4 separate regions of the Mus musculus genome follow, and regions 2, 3 and 4 are each linked to region 1. A link is a contact called in public HiChIP or PLAC-seq and Micro-C data. All regions are on one chromosome and are shown on one strand. The core of a region is the stretch at or near the end of the contact, and the rest is flanking DNA. Distances in the headings are between cores, read along the strand shown. Region 1 has its middle 13 kb from the start of Gm32767. Region 2 overlaps Cnih3 (cornichon family AMPA receptor auxiliary protein 3). Region 3 overlaps Cnih3 (cornichon family AMPA receptor auxiliary protein 3). Region 4 has its middle 20 kb from the start of Cnih3.

Region 1 (2,822 bases), core at 176-2,675:
CATTGGGAAGTGGAGCTCTTTAGACAGCAGGGAGTAAACCCATGTGGTTCTTCTTAGAAGACAAACCCAAAGGAGTTGTGGATTTGATGAACAGGTTGCAAGGAAGGGAGATTCTGTGTGGATAACTGTAGAGGCCTCTCACTTTCTCCCTGCAAGGCTGGTGAGAAAGCTGGGTCTATCCACGGCCAGAGGATGGGTGGATCCAGTTTCTGGCTGCAAAGTTTCACAGCAAAGCCAAGGCTGTGGTTGCTGCTATGATGGAGCGACTTGGAGCCACAAGGGGTCAAAAGCACTTTTGAATCTGAGATGAAGTGTTTCCTGCCCCCCTTCTTTCCTCCCTTCTTCCCTTCTTTCCTCCCTCCCTTGTTCCCTCTCTTCCTTTCTTCCTTCCTTCCTTCCTTCCTTCCTTCCTTCCTTCCTTCCTTCCTTCCTTCCTTCCTTCCCTCCTCTCTTCCTTCTTTGCTTCCTTCTTTGCTTGCATGTTTTTATTTCCCTTTTGCCATTTCAGCCAGCAAGTTGCACTCTTTCTTATGCTAGCACAGAGAAAATGAGCTAGTAAAGTCCTTGCTGGCTGATGTCCCACTTGCTGTGCAGGGTAATAAGGACCTTCACTAGGGAGGCATCTTTGGGGAGTGGAGGACAAGGGATTGTCCTGTGGCCTCTGCAGCTTGACTTTATTTCCTGACTTGCTGTTGCCCCTCTCTAAAGTAGGTATTACTTCCTCCATCCTTAGTGCCTGGGAGTCAGGCTTAGGATATCCTGCAGTCACTGCTATTGGAGGTGAACCAGAGGGAGCCTAGCTTGCTTTTCCTCCTGGTTTTTGACAAGTTCTTTTATGGGATCAGTTCTTGTACTGCCATGGGAGAAAGGAGTTAAGTAATCAGGGAGGCCTTCTAGGTGACACCTAAAGCCAGAAACCTTAGTAACTTTATCTGTACATTAGAAACCTCCAACCCCCTGTCCCAGCCCTGTGCAGCTTAGAGGACATGGGAATTCAAGTCCCAGCAGGATACTGCTAGAACCAAGGGACTGAAACAGAAAGAGCAGGACAGCAGGAGCCTAAGAGCTGTGTAAGGAGGGGGAGGGAGAGTCACAGCCTACTTAGCTGCCAGGACAGCAAGGCAGAGACAGCCAGAGAACTGGACTGACAAATGAGGGCACTCCAGACTTTGGCAGATGGCAGCAAAACCACACCAGCTGCTTTTTTTCCCAGGGCTGCCCGGTCCATTTGCCAGCCATGTCATGTTTACTCTTAGGACATAAAGAGAGGTTCACTGGAAGAGGGTGACTTCAAGGCTTCTCACTGGTACTTGGAGAGCTCTGTCCAGTTGAGCAGCCTCGGCACATGTGCCACTACTGTGTTGCCCCTGGCAGAGCCGTCCCCTGACAGGCATCAGCATCCCCACTTATGCAAGTCAACCCTGGCTATGATGTAACTTTTTATGCCCTGTGACTCAGGGTGGAGGGACTCCTTGGTCCCTCAGACAGCTCAGTGATTCCTTAATCATTTCCTCCTTTTAAGTCCTTAGTCACTGCGGGAGATCTGGCTGATTTCTAAGTTTATCACTCCTTGCTCCCCGGAGAGCATTTAGTAATATGCTGCAGGGGACAGGAGCTCTCAAAGCCCGTGAAGAAAATGGGCTTTCAGACACCCCCACCCCCACCCAGAAGAAGAGCAGAGGGTGTGGTTTGAGGATGCCTGGCACCTGGGCCTCTGTGTCCCTGAACAGATGGCAGCTTACACTGCTGGCTGGAGAACTGGGAAAGTTCAGAGCTGCCTTCAGAAGGTCGACACCCACTCACCACCCTGATGAACACCCACGGATGTGACGGTCATATCTAAGAAGAGGAGGGTGCGGCTACAGACAGGGGTTTCTGTGACTCAACACAATCATCTCTCTTGGCTAAATCTCTAATATCTGCTCCCCGTTGAGGAACTTTGGGGTCCCAAAGAGGCATCCATTTACTTCTGCATTGGGGGTGGAGGACTTTACATGTTGGCTGAATTGTGTCTTTTAAATGACATCGCAAGCCAGGCATGGTAGCGTGTGCCTGTTATGGTTCCTAGCACTCAGAAAGCCAAGGCAAGAGGATAGACAGCTATGGGTCAGGATGGGCAACACAGGGAGACGATCTCAAAACAAAACAAAAATGCCTCGAGAAATTGATTTAATTCCTCCCTCTCTGTTTCCCTCCTTCTCTCTTTTTCCGTCCTCTCCCGTCCTCCTCTCCCCATTTGCAGGTTACTGAAATGTTACAGTAACCAATACGATCAACTTGATTTCTCCTCTCAACAGTACAGTTTCAGGTTTCGAGTTGAGAAGTTAGTTGAGTGTGGATGCGGCCCATTCCCTTTATAGCTATTGATCATAGTTCATTGCGGTTCCTTGTATGAGTATAGTATTTTTTGTTTTATGGACTTCACTTGCTGAACATTTAGATTTGTTTCTAGAGTTTTCCGCCAATACCATATAGTAATCCCTCTCCCTGCGTGGGCTCCCTGCGTGGGCTCCCTGCGTGGGCTCCCTGCGTGGGCTCCCTGTGTGGGGCTCCCTGCGTGGGCTCCCTGTGTGGGGCTCCCTGCGTGGGCTCCCTGTGTGGGGCTCCCTGCGTGGGCTCCCTGCAATGTTTGCAGTAAGAGGTTTATTGCTGAAATACAAGTTGAATAACGCTGTGCATGGCCACCTGACGCTCTGTGGCCAGTGAATTGCTTGTCGCACTTGAGCAAAAGGTTCCTGTGTGTTATATAAATATTTAATCCTAATCAAGGGTTTCTACCCCACCTTTGACCATTTAGTTCCCAGATAAAAGATATACACAAC
Region 2 (2,848 bases), core at 336-2,835, 160 kb before region 1:
TGCTCCTGCTGCTCAGTGGCAGGGTCACCTCTGTTAACGAGCCAGTGTACACAGCCATCCTCATTATATACATCTCTTTGGGCTTTCCCTGACCTGGTGACTGTTGGCTGGAGGCAGCATGGCTCTGCAAAGAGTCGCAAATCAGCCAGGCTGGACACGGGCCAGAGTCCTGCTCCCTTGGCATCTCTCCTAGACGTGCAGGGCTCTGAGCTATCTTTGTCTGCTGGTGACTGAACAGCTATCAGAGGCACAGCACACAGCCCCAGAACTAGCTGCATCTGCTAGTCTGGCCCAGACAGGGGTTGAAGATGCCAGCGTGTTCTGTGTTCAGGTTATGTTCTCCATGTCGGTCCAGGGACAGGGCAGCCGAGGTCTCCCTTGCTGGTTTGTCTGCTGATCGTAGTCCCCAGCTGTGACAGGGTGAATGAACCCTGCAGTCTCTCTCACCTACCTGCTTTCTTTCCAGTTGTTACCTGTGTCTTCTCCATAGTGACAGCTTTCACTAGACTTAGATTGTCAAGCTGATGACTTTGCCTTAGACCAGGGATGAAGACTCATAGTCAGGAGTATGGGAAAAATATCTCAGGGACAGCAACCAGTTAAGAAAGTGGCATCATTACCTACTGAGCACTGGCCCTGGGACTCTTTGTCTCTTTGCTTTATATATGTTCCTTCTTCTCCTTTTTCTTCTTCTTCTTTCCTTCCTTTTTCCTTCTTCCTCCCTCTCCTCCTCTTCTCTCTCTCCCCTCTTCTCTTCCTCCTCTTCTTTTCTCTCCCTCTCCTCCTCTTTCCCTCCCCTTCCAGCCATCTCTGTATGTTTTCATGTGTATATGTGTGCATGTGTGAGTGGTCACGGGTACACATGGACACATTTTAAGTGGTCCTCACGCTCACATGGAAAGCCCTTCAGTATGGCGAGCACATTTCTGAGCTGGCCATCTCTCTAGTCCCCATCATTTCTTTTGCTCCTTGCAGTGGCTCTGAGATAGGAACTATAATTGTCCTTTCTTTATATTTGAAGTGATGGAGGTATTATTGTTCTTTTTTTTTATTATTTGAGGTAACTGAGGTTTGGAAAGGTTAATAAAACTTGCCTGCAGTCACACAAATCAGTGAGACAGATATTGAATCCCAGCAGGGTCCCTGTGACTCACACAGAGCCCGAGCTCCCTGTGGAGTTGCCCCTCAGTGTGGACACAGAGGGAGTCCGTGCTCAAATCTAGCAGAATTCTCATTTCTGTACTCTGTACTGTGGGCTAGGCCTCTTCTCCACACTCCCTGCAGCCCGCTGAGGCAGGAACATTAGTCTTCTTATTTTATAAACAAAAAGGTCACAGTCTGGGGAGGTAAAAGGTACATTCAAGGTCAGGGAGCTAGTGATGGGTAGGTAGGTACCTATAAAGATGGAAGATACAGGGACTAGGGGTAGCTCTGCTTGTAACATGAGGGGCATATGGGAGGTGTCTGAGAGAATGGTAGATGAGGGACCACAGTGATTGTGGCTGAGTCAGCCTTCTTTAGCTGTGCTCAAGTGTCTGGCGTGATTGGCTTAAAGGAGGGGAACTTCTGACTCACAGTTTGTAAGTTTTAGTTATCGGTCAGTTCCTCTCCTGTTTTGGGACCTGCGATGAGGTCATTGTGGGGAGGCTGTGCTGGAGCACAGCTGCTTGCCTAGAGGAAAAGAGAGAAAGAAGAGAGATAGGGCAGGTGGTGGGGGGATGATGGAATATGAAGGGCTGAAATCCCACCAATATGCCCTTCAAGGCCATGTCCTAATGACGTAACTTCCTCCCACGAGGCCACACCTCCTAATGATGTAACTTCCTCCCACTAGGCCACACCTCCTCAAGCTTCTACCACATAGCACCACAGGCTGGTGACAAAGCCTTTAACATATAGGCCTTTGGGGACATTTAAGATGTATATTATTATGGCAGTATAAAGAGATCAGAGGATCATGGGACTGAATGTGGTGTATTGGTGGTCGGGGGTCAGATATACAGGAGCAGCAGACAGAAGGGTGGGTTCCATTTTATCCCTAATCATTGGCCCACTCTGCCTAGTCTAAGTGGCTCTGCCCCTTTAGACTCTGCTATGGAATTGGCCTGGTCCCATCTTGTTGGCAGGCCATAGCACAGGGATCCCTGCTCAAGATAAGAGCAGCCGCTGCCCTGTGACAGTAACAAGCTGTCCTGTGTGTGCTGTCGGGGAGATGCATCTGCTGACCCTGCTTCTCCAAAGGGCCCCACTAGATGAGACTGGTGGAGTCAGGACATGACTGAGATCTCTGTGTTGGCTTTAAAGTGCTTTCCTTGGTCTCATTAGCTCCTGGGCACATTGTTTGGGTATCCTTAGATGACAGAGGGCTGGTGCCAAGCCTGCTGGGTCACGGCCCATGTTGGTATTGATGGGTGTACTATGAAGTGTTCTTTATTCCGTCTCATAAGGGAAAGTGAATCTCATTAGCAAAGGCCGAAGACAACTAAGGAAGAGGGTGAGTGCTGGACTCCAGATCTGACCCTTTGCTGGCTGGCTCTGGGCATTACAGAGCACAGACTATCCAGTGACAACGTTATGAGTGATAGCTACTTTTTGATTATGCTTCATGGTCCTCGATGGCTGAGCAAGGACTGGGATAAATGCTTGGTACTTCATAGAGCCCCAAAACAACTGTCTGAGTCTAGAACCAGTGCTCCATCCTTCCCAGGAGCACATGAGACATTTTCCTGAGCAGCTTAGAATCAGCAAGGGAAGAGACTTAGGTAGTACTCAAGCTGCACTCATTGGTTGGGCGCTCTGTATCCCAGCCAATCAAAACGCTTCCGTAGCCTGCTTGCCTTCCAAATGT
Region 3 (2,734 bases), core at 66-2,565, 180 kb before region 1:
CCACTTTGCCAGTGGCATCTGCCACTCTTGCCTGCAGAGCCACATTTGCTTCTCAGATGGGGTAAGGAAGAAGTAGAAATTAAGCAGTAGTGTTTCCTGTTTATAGTCTCCAGGACAGAAACCCCCTTGATTGCTCCCCATCTAACAATACAGGGGACAAAAGGCTCGAGTTGTGAGATTCGGAAACACTGCATGTCCCTGGGAAGGCGTGGGCAAGGCTATCCTGCAGTTTAGACTCCACACTTCTGAGGGTCAAAGCAGCCTTTTGGGGCTCTTAGCCATCTGTCTAGGTGATTGATACACGGCCCCTGAGACACTTTGGAGTGTGGGCACAGGATTCTGGTGGAGAGTTAAGAGTGGTCAGAGATTCTCAGGCCTGGAGGACAGGCAGGCTTAGGCTCAGGCTGTGGCCCCTGGTTTATCTTTTTTGTCTCTTCCTGTCTTCGGCATCTTCCTGGGTCTCATTTTCCTGCCCTGTAAGGAAGAGGTTGCAGGGGTAGCGGCTTGCTGTCCCTCCTTTCCCACCCCTGGCCTTGTCTTCCAGAGGCTTCCGTGGGTTCAGGGCTCCACTGGACAGGTGCCACCTAGGAAGCCTCTGGAAGCAGTGGTGCTGCCCATCAATCTGGTATCATGTCTCAATGAGGGGTGTTCTGTCATTCACCTTCTAAGACCCCACATCATGTCACTCCTCTTCCTCTCAGCCGGCTCTCACACCTAGCCCTCCCAAAGAGTCCCCGCTTCCACTTTCCCTCTTCTGGGAAGTTCCAGATGATTCTGCCACATACACCCAGGATTTCTGTTTGACTTGGGGTTTACCTAAGGTGCTGTGTACCTCCCTCCATAGGCAGGGAACCCTCCTGTGTTGCCTGGGAAATGGACTCCCTGGCTGACAGTGAATGGTGAATGGTGAATGGAGACTCCTGTGTAGCTCCTCCTATCCCTTCCCCAGCAGGAAGGCAGGGACCCAAGGGCTCCAGGAAGGCTGCTAGCTTTCAATGCTGTTTCTTGGGAACTTAGGAGCTGCTACCCCATTGGCTACACTCAAGCCTTCTTCATGATGATGATGGGATGCAGGCCTGTGTGGGATCCCCTATCTTCCATCCACAGCAACATCCGGTAGCTGTCTTGGGACCTTCCCTTCTCTCTTGCTGCACTTCAGTGTGTAAGTGTGTAAGGGCGCCCTAGGCTTGTTGTGTGCTCCCTGCCCGGCTTCCTGCACTTGCCTAGACCTTGCTTTCCTCTTCTAGAAGACAGCGCTTCAGCGCTCTGGCTTAAGGAGGGCTGCTTAGAAAAGCCCCTTCTTTGCAAAGGATGTTGGTGTCAGGAGAAGCCACATGCTTTCCAGGGTGACTCAGAGCTTCCTAGACTCTTTGTGTCTCTCCGGATCCCGTGATCACTGAATAATTTATTTACCCCTCAGCACCCCCACTTGCTTCTCTAGCTATTCTCTGCTCATTAGTGCTGTGCCCAGAGTGGGCAGGGAGGAAGAACCATGGAAGTGAACACCCCTTCGCTGGCTCTCGGGCACCCCACTATCTTGAGACCCGGTGGCAGGAATCAGGGCTGGACTCAGGCACAAGATGCTGGGTGGTGCAGGGGGAACTTCGCCACCATCTGCCAAGACTGCACTGTGTGTATCTCTGCCGCTGAGTGGTTGGATGATATGGATCAGGAGCTGTCCCCACTGGCTGGATGCAGCTAGTAATTCTTTCCTAAGCATTAGTTCTGAAGGTGAGGGGGAAGGAGCACTTGATCAGGAGCAAGGATGACGGCGCTTACACTTCATCAGGGGAAGAACTGACATTCAGCAAAGATGAGGTTCTTTTCTTTTCTTTTCTTTTCTTTTCTTTTCTTTTCTTTTCTTTTCTTTTCTTTTCTTTCCTTTCCTTTCCTTTCCTTTCCTTTCCTTTCCCTTTCTTTCTTTCTTTCTTTCTTTCTTTCTTTCTTTCTTTCTTTCTTTCTTTCTTTCTTTCTTTCTTTTAAACATTATATATACTCTATTTGCTTCACAAACACTGAAGCTTTAGGACGCCAAGGCTTGCTTCTGTGTAACTGGCATGTGAAGATGCTGTGGGTGGTCTTCCAGGCAGTGTGTGGAGGAGAGGTAGGGGTTGTTACAGAGAAGAAAGGGGAAGGTGCCTGGGTTGAGCCTCCCAGACACTGCACCTGTTAGATGGCAATAGGTCTGGTCCCACTGCAGGAGCCCAGCATAGGAGTCTGGTGAAATGTACACCTCTGGGCTCACTCGTTATTTCCCTGCAGTAGCAACTAGACCTGCCTGTGCCTGACAGAGCGGGGAGCCCTTCACCATCCTCCTGACTGGGCCCTCTGGACTTTCTGCTGGCCCAGAAATCTCTGCTCCCCTGTCCTCTGCACTGTAGTACAAGGTTCTGGGAATGTTCATAGAGCACTTCTGGTGGAGAATCAGGTCTTCCTGCACCTTCCTTCCTACCTGGTCCTGCCCAGGCTCTGAAGGAAGCTAGGACCAACCATCGCTGTCATTACCAGTGTCGTGATACTGCTGAGCACACGAATCCCACAGGCAGGGACTCTGTTCACACAGCTCGGGCACAGCCCAGGAACCATGTTGAGTAGCCTTTCTCCAGAGAGACACAGCTCACTCTTCCTCCTCCCTCTCTGCCCTTCCCCAACACACATCCTTTCTTCACGCTCTCCATCCTTAGCATCTCTTGTCACTGGACAGGTATGAAAGCCGCAATCCTGAATCCTCTCA
Region 4 (2,709 bases), core at 112-2,611, 220 kb before region 1:
TATATACACAGACACACATACACATGCATACACACACATGCACACACATATACACAAACACACACATTCATATATACATACACACATACAGATACATGCACATACACTCACATACACACATACACACGCATACACACACATACATACACAAACACATATACATACACACTTTTCCCTCCTTAATATAGCTACCAACTTGTTTTTAAGGCATCTCTAGTTTGCCTTCTCTTGATGTCACATGGCTGTGTGACCTCAGCTGATGTGTTTCTGGGGTTCACAAGTGTTCAAGGTGATAGAGCTTAAGAACACACATGACATATCTCATGACATATCTCAATGACCTGGAGCATTGATGGACTCTATAAGCAGATTATAGAACATTAAAACATATTTCTTTAAAGCTTACATTCCAAAGAAATTACTCAAATCACATGAGTCCATCTAAGCATTCTTTATATCCTGATATATTTATCTTGATATGTATCATATATCAAACCACTGATATCGATGGTTGCTGGGATAAAACAAGGTGAACAGAAGCAACTTATGGAACAAAGAGTTTATTTTGGCTCATGCCTCCTGATAAGAGTCCATTGTGATGAGGAAGCTTGGTATGGATGCAAGATTACCAACCATCGGGTGTGGCCTCAGGAGGCTGAGAGCTCACATCCTCAACGGTAAGCATGAGGTAGAGAGAGTGGACTGGAAGTGTCTGATGCTTTTCATCTCAGAGGCTGCTCCCACTGACAGTACTTCCTCCAGAAGGGCTGTGCCACCTGAACACTCCCAAACAGCACCACAGCTGGGGACATTTCTCATTCAAATCACCATCCCATCCCAGATGGTAACTCAGAGGCTGGGAAACATTTCTAGCAGTGAACAGTCACAACTGGTCAGAGAAGGCTTTCTGGAGGCAGGGTATGAAGCAGGATTTGAATTTTAGAAAATTTTGAGCATATGTCAGAGAGGAATACGTGTTTGAAGAGGTTCCAGGGGAGGGGATGCATCAAGCCAGGCTGGCGGGTGACCAGGAGAGTCCACTGGAGGACTAGAGAGGGTCAACCATATAGTCAGCCAGGAATGTGATACTTTGACAGAGGATGAGCTTAGAGACCGGGTTGTTTGGTTCAGTGATTCCTAACCAGAGCATTTTAAAGCTACCCTGGCTGGGACTCGACCCCAGAGATTCTTGTTCAAGAGGGCTGGTGTGGAGTTGAAGGGATCTATTCTTGGGAAAAGCTCTTCAGCTAATTCCATGGCATTCAGTGGCAAACCCCCGTGAAATGGGGGTGGATTGCAATAGCTCACTTTCAAAGGAAGGAAGCTGGGATAAGAAGGGTTAAAGCAAGAGAGAGACTGTGTGAAGCAAGAACAAACAGGAAGTGAGTCAATGGGGGACCACGCTCTACTCCAGTGTGTCCCTCAGATTAGCACAGGCTGGTTGGTGTCCAACTTGTTCACAGCTGTGTCTGCCTCACTTATAACTCCACCCCAGGAAGTAATTACACTCACTACATGGTTCTTTGAGAAATTCATAATAGTTTTTTAAAAAGAGACATTTTCAGCACATCATTATTGCTGGTGTTACTTTTATTTGTAATGCTATAAAAGCAATTATAATTTCTCCTCTGTATTTCTATTCAGTTATTCCCTTTAAGAGTTATAACATACAGAGAAAAGACATTAGGAAAAAAATCTTCAAGTTTCTGTTGGATGGAGATAGACAATGCCCATAAACAACACAGCTCTAACTTGTCCTTGAATATCTTTAGAGTAATGGGAGACTCAGAGATATTATTATGCTCGATCATATTTAAGCCAGCTAGGTACTTCTTAAGTGCATTTAAATCTTGTTTAGAAACTAGAAAAAAAAAATAACTGGTTCCACCACAGATCCTTTCTGTCAGAGCACAATGTTTCATTAAAAGGCAGAGAAAAGAGCTGATGTAAAATCTTCCCTTTTTGGGATGCTGATTCTTTTTGTCATAGAACAAAGACTGACTGCTAGAAATATTTACATATGCAGCCCTCAGGATCGAAAAACTTGAATTTGATCAACAGACACATCTACCACTTGCTATATTTTAATTTCACCCCCCATGACTCAGCATTTCTAACTTGTCTTTGAGAAATTGAAAACAAAGTTTTCTTCTTTGTGAAGTGCTTTGTTTCTTTGGAATTAGTCCTAGTGTGTGGCATGTTTTCGCTGCCTTTCTATTGCTGGGAAGAGGCACCACGACCAAGACAAGTTTTAAAACAAAGTGTTCAATTGGACTCTTTGCTTACAGATTCAGAGTGTTAGAGTCTGTGATCATCATGGCACGGTGTGTGGCAGCAGGCTGGCAGGCATGGTGCTAGAGAAGTATCTGAGAGATTACAGCTGGTCCACAAGGTGGTGTGTGTGGGTGTGTGTGTGTATGTGCACGAGCATGTCTGTGTTACTGAGAGTGGCTTGAGCTTTTGAAGCCTCAAAGTCCACCCCCAGTGACACACTTCCTCTAACAAGGCCACACCTACTCTACTAATTCTTCCCAAACAGTTCCACCCACAGCTGGGGACCAAGCATTTGAATATATGAGCCTTTGGGAACTATTTTTATTCAAACCACCACATGACATAATTATAAGTGACTGTGTGGTATACCCCCCATACCCCCCCCACACTCCCCAGTGTAAGACCATGGACGTCTCAGAAATGCCATGTATCCTG

Evidence for each region. A called contact is a pair of places that touch in the nucleus more often than the background predicts. HiChIP or PLAC-seq counts read pairs in DNA pulled down with a chosen protein or histone mark.
Region 2: a FOXA1 HiChIP or PLAC-seq map of pancreatic cancer cells shows a contact between it and region 1. The contact joins two enhancer-like sites. A contact is called at or near these places in 2 of 15 datasets of contacts at CTCF or cohesin (CD8 T cells and stem cell-derived epiblast-like cells), 93 of 484 Hi-C or Micro-C datasets (the AML12 cell line, the AtT-20 cell line, B cells and 58 more) and 8 of 115 datasets of contacts at active chromatin or transcription factors (astrocytes, bone marrow-derived dendritic cells, differentiating embryonic stem cells and 4 more).
Region 3: a Micro-C map of the HL-1 cell line shows a contact between it and region 1, with 2.7 times the contacts expected there. The contact joins two enhancer-like sites. A contact is called at or near these places in 2 of 15 datasets of contacts at CTCF or cohesin (the NIH/3T3 cell line and pro-B cells), 67 of 484 Hi-C or Micro-C datasets (the AtT-20 cell line, B cells, the Ba/F3 cell line and 46 more), 3 of 115 datasets of contacts at active chromatin or transcription factors (bone marrow-derived dendritic cells, embryonic basal ganglia and kidney) and 1 of 9 other capture datasets (adipose tissue).
Region 4: a FOXA1 HiChIP or PLAC-seq map of pancreatic cancer cells shows a contact between it and region 1. The contact joins two enhancer-like sites. A contact is called at or near these places in 8 of 39 promoter capture datasets (the 3T3-L1 cell line, 3T3-L1-derived adipocytes, the HPC-7 cell line and 4 more), 1 of 15 datasets of contacts at CTCF or cohesin (the NIH/3T3 cell line), 8 of 484 Hi-C or Micro-C datasets (the G1E-ER4 cell line, the HL-1 cell line, bone marrow-derived dendritic cells and 4 more) and 4 of 115 datasets of contacts at active chromatin or transcription factors (embryonic basal ganglia, embryonic forebrain, embryonic stem cells and 1 more).

Annotation. Positions count from the first base shown.
Region 1 is chr1:181,551,521-181,554,342 of GRCm38.p6, forward strand. No RefSeq gene overlaps it. Among named protein-coding and RNA genes, the nearest start is that of Gm32767, 13 kb to the left of the region's middle. Within about 2 kb of position 1,426, at least 113 of the 459 cell types and tissues checked have an H3K27ac peak or open chromatin away from gene starts, as enhancers often do. A contact at or near this core is called in the C2C12 cell line, the G1E-ER4 cell line, the HL-1 cell line and 10 more, where this site is marked.
Region 2 is chr1:181,393,821-181,396,668 of GRCm38.p6, forward strand. The region is part of intron 1 of Cnih3 (cornichon family AMPA receptor auxiliary protein 3); the gene reads left to right. Among named protein-coding and RNA genes, the nearest start is that of Cnih3, 43 kb to the left of the region's middle. Within about 2 kb of position 1,586, at least 91 of the 459 cell types and tissues checked have an H3K27ac peak or open chromatin away from gene starts, as enhancers often do. A contact at or near this core is called in the C2C12 cell line, the HL-1 cell line, bone marrow-derived macrophages and 9 more, where this site is marked.
Region 3 is chr1:181,375,231-181,377,964 of GRCm38.p6, forward strand. The region is part of intron 1 of Cnih3 (cornichon family AMPA receptor auxiliary protein 3); the gene reads left to right. Among named protein-coding and RNA genes, the nearest start is that of Cnih3, 24 kb to the left of the region's middle. Within about 2 kb of position 1,316, at least 15 of the 459 cell types and tissues checked have an H3K27ac peak or open chromatin away from gene starts, as enhancers often do. A contact at or near this core is called in the HL-1 cell line, where this site is marked.
Region 4 is chr1:181,331,405-181,334,113 of GRCm38.p6, forward strand. No RefSeq gene overlaps it. Among named protein-coding and RNA genes, the nearest start is that of Cnih3, 20 kb to the right of the region's middle. Within about 2 kb of position 1,362, at least 41 of the 459 cell types and tissues checked have an H3K27ac peak or open chromatin away from gene starts, as enhancers often do. A contact at or near this core is called in the G1E-ER4 cell line, the HL-1 cell line and pancreatic cancer cells, where this site is marked.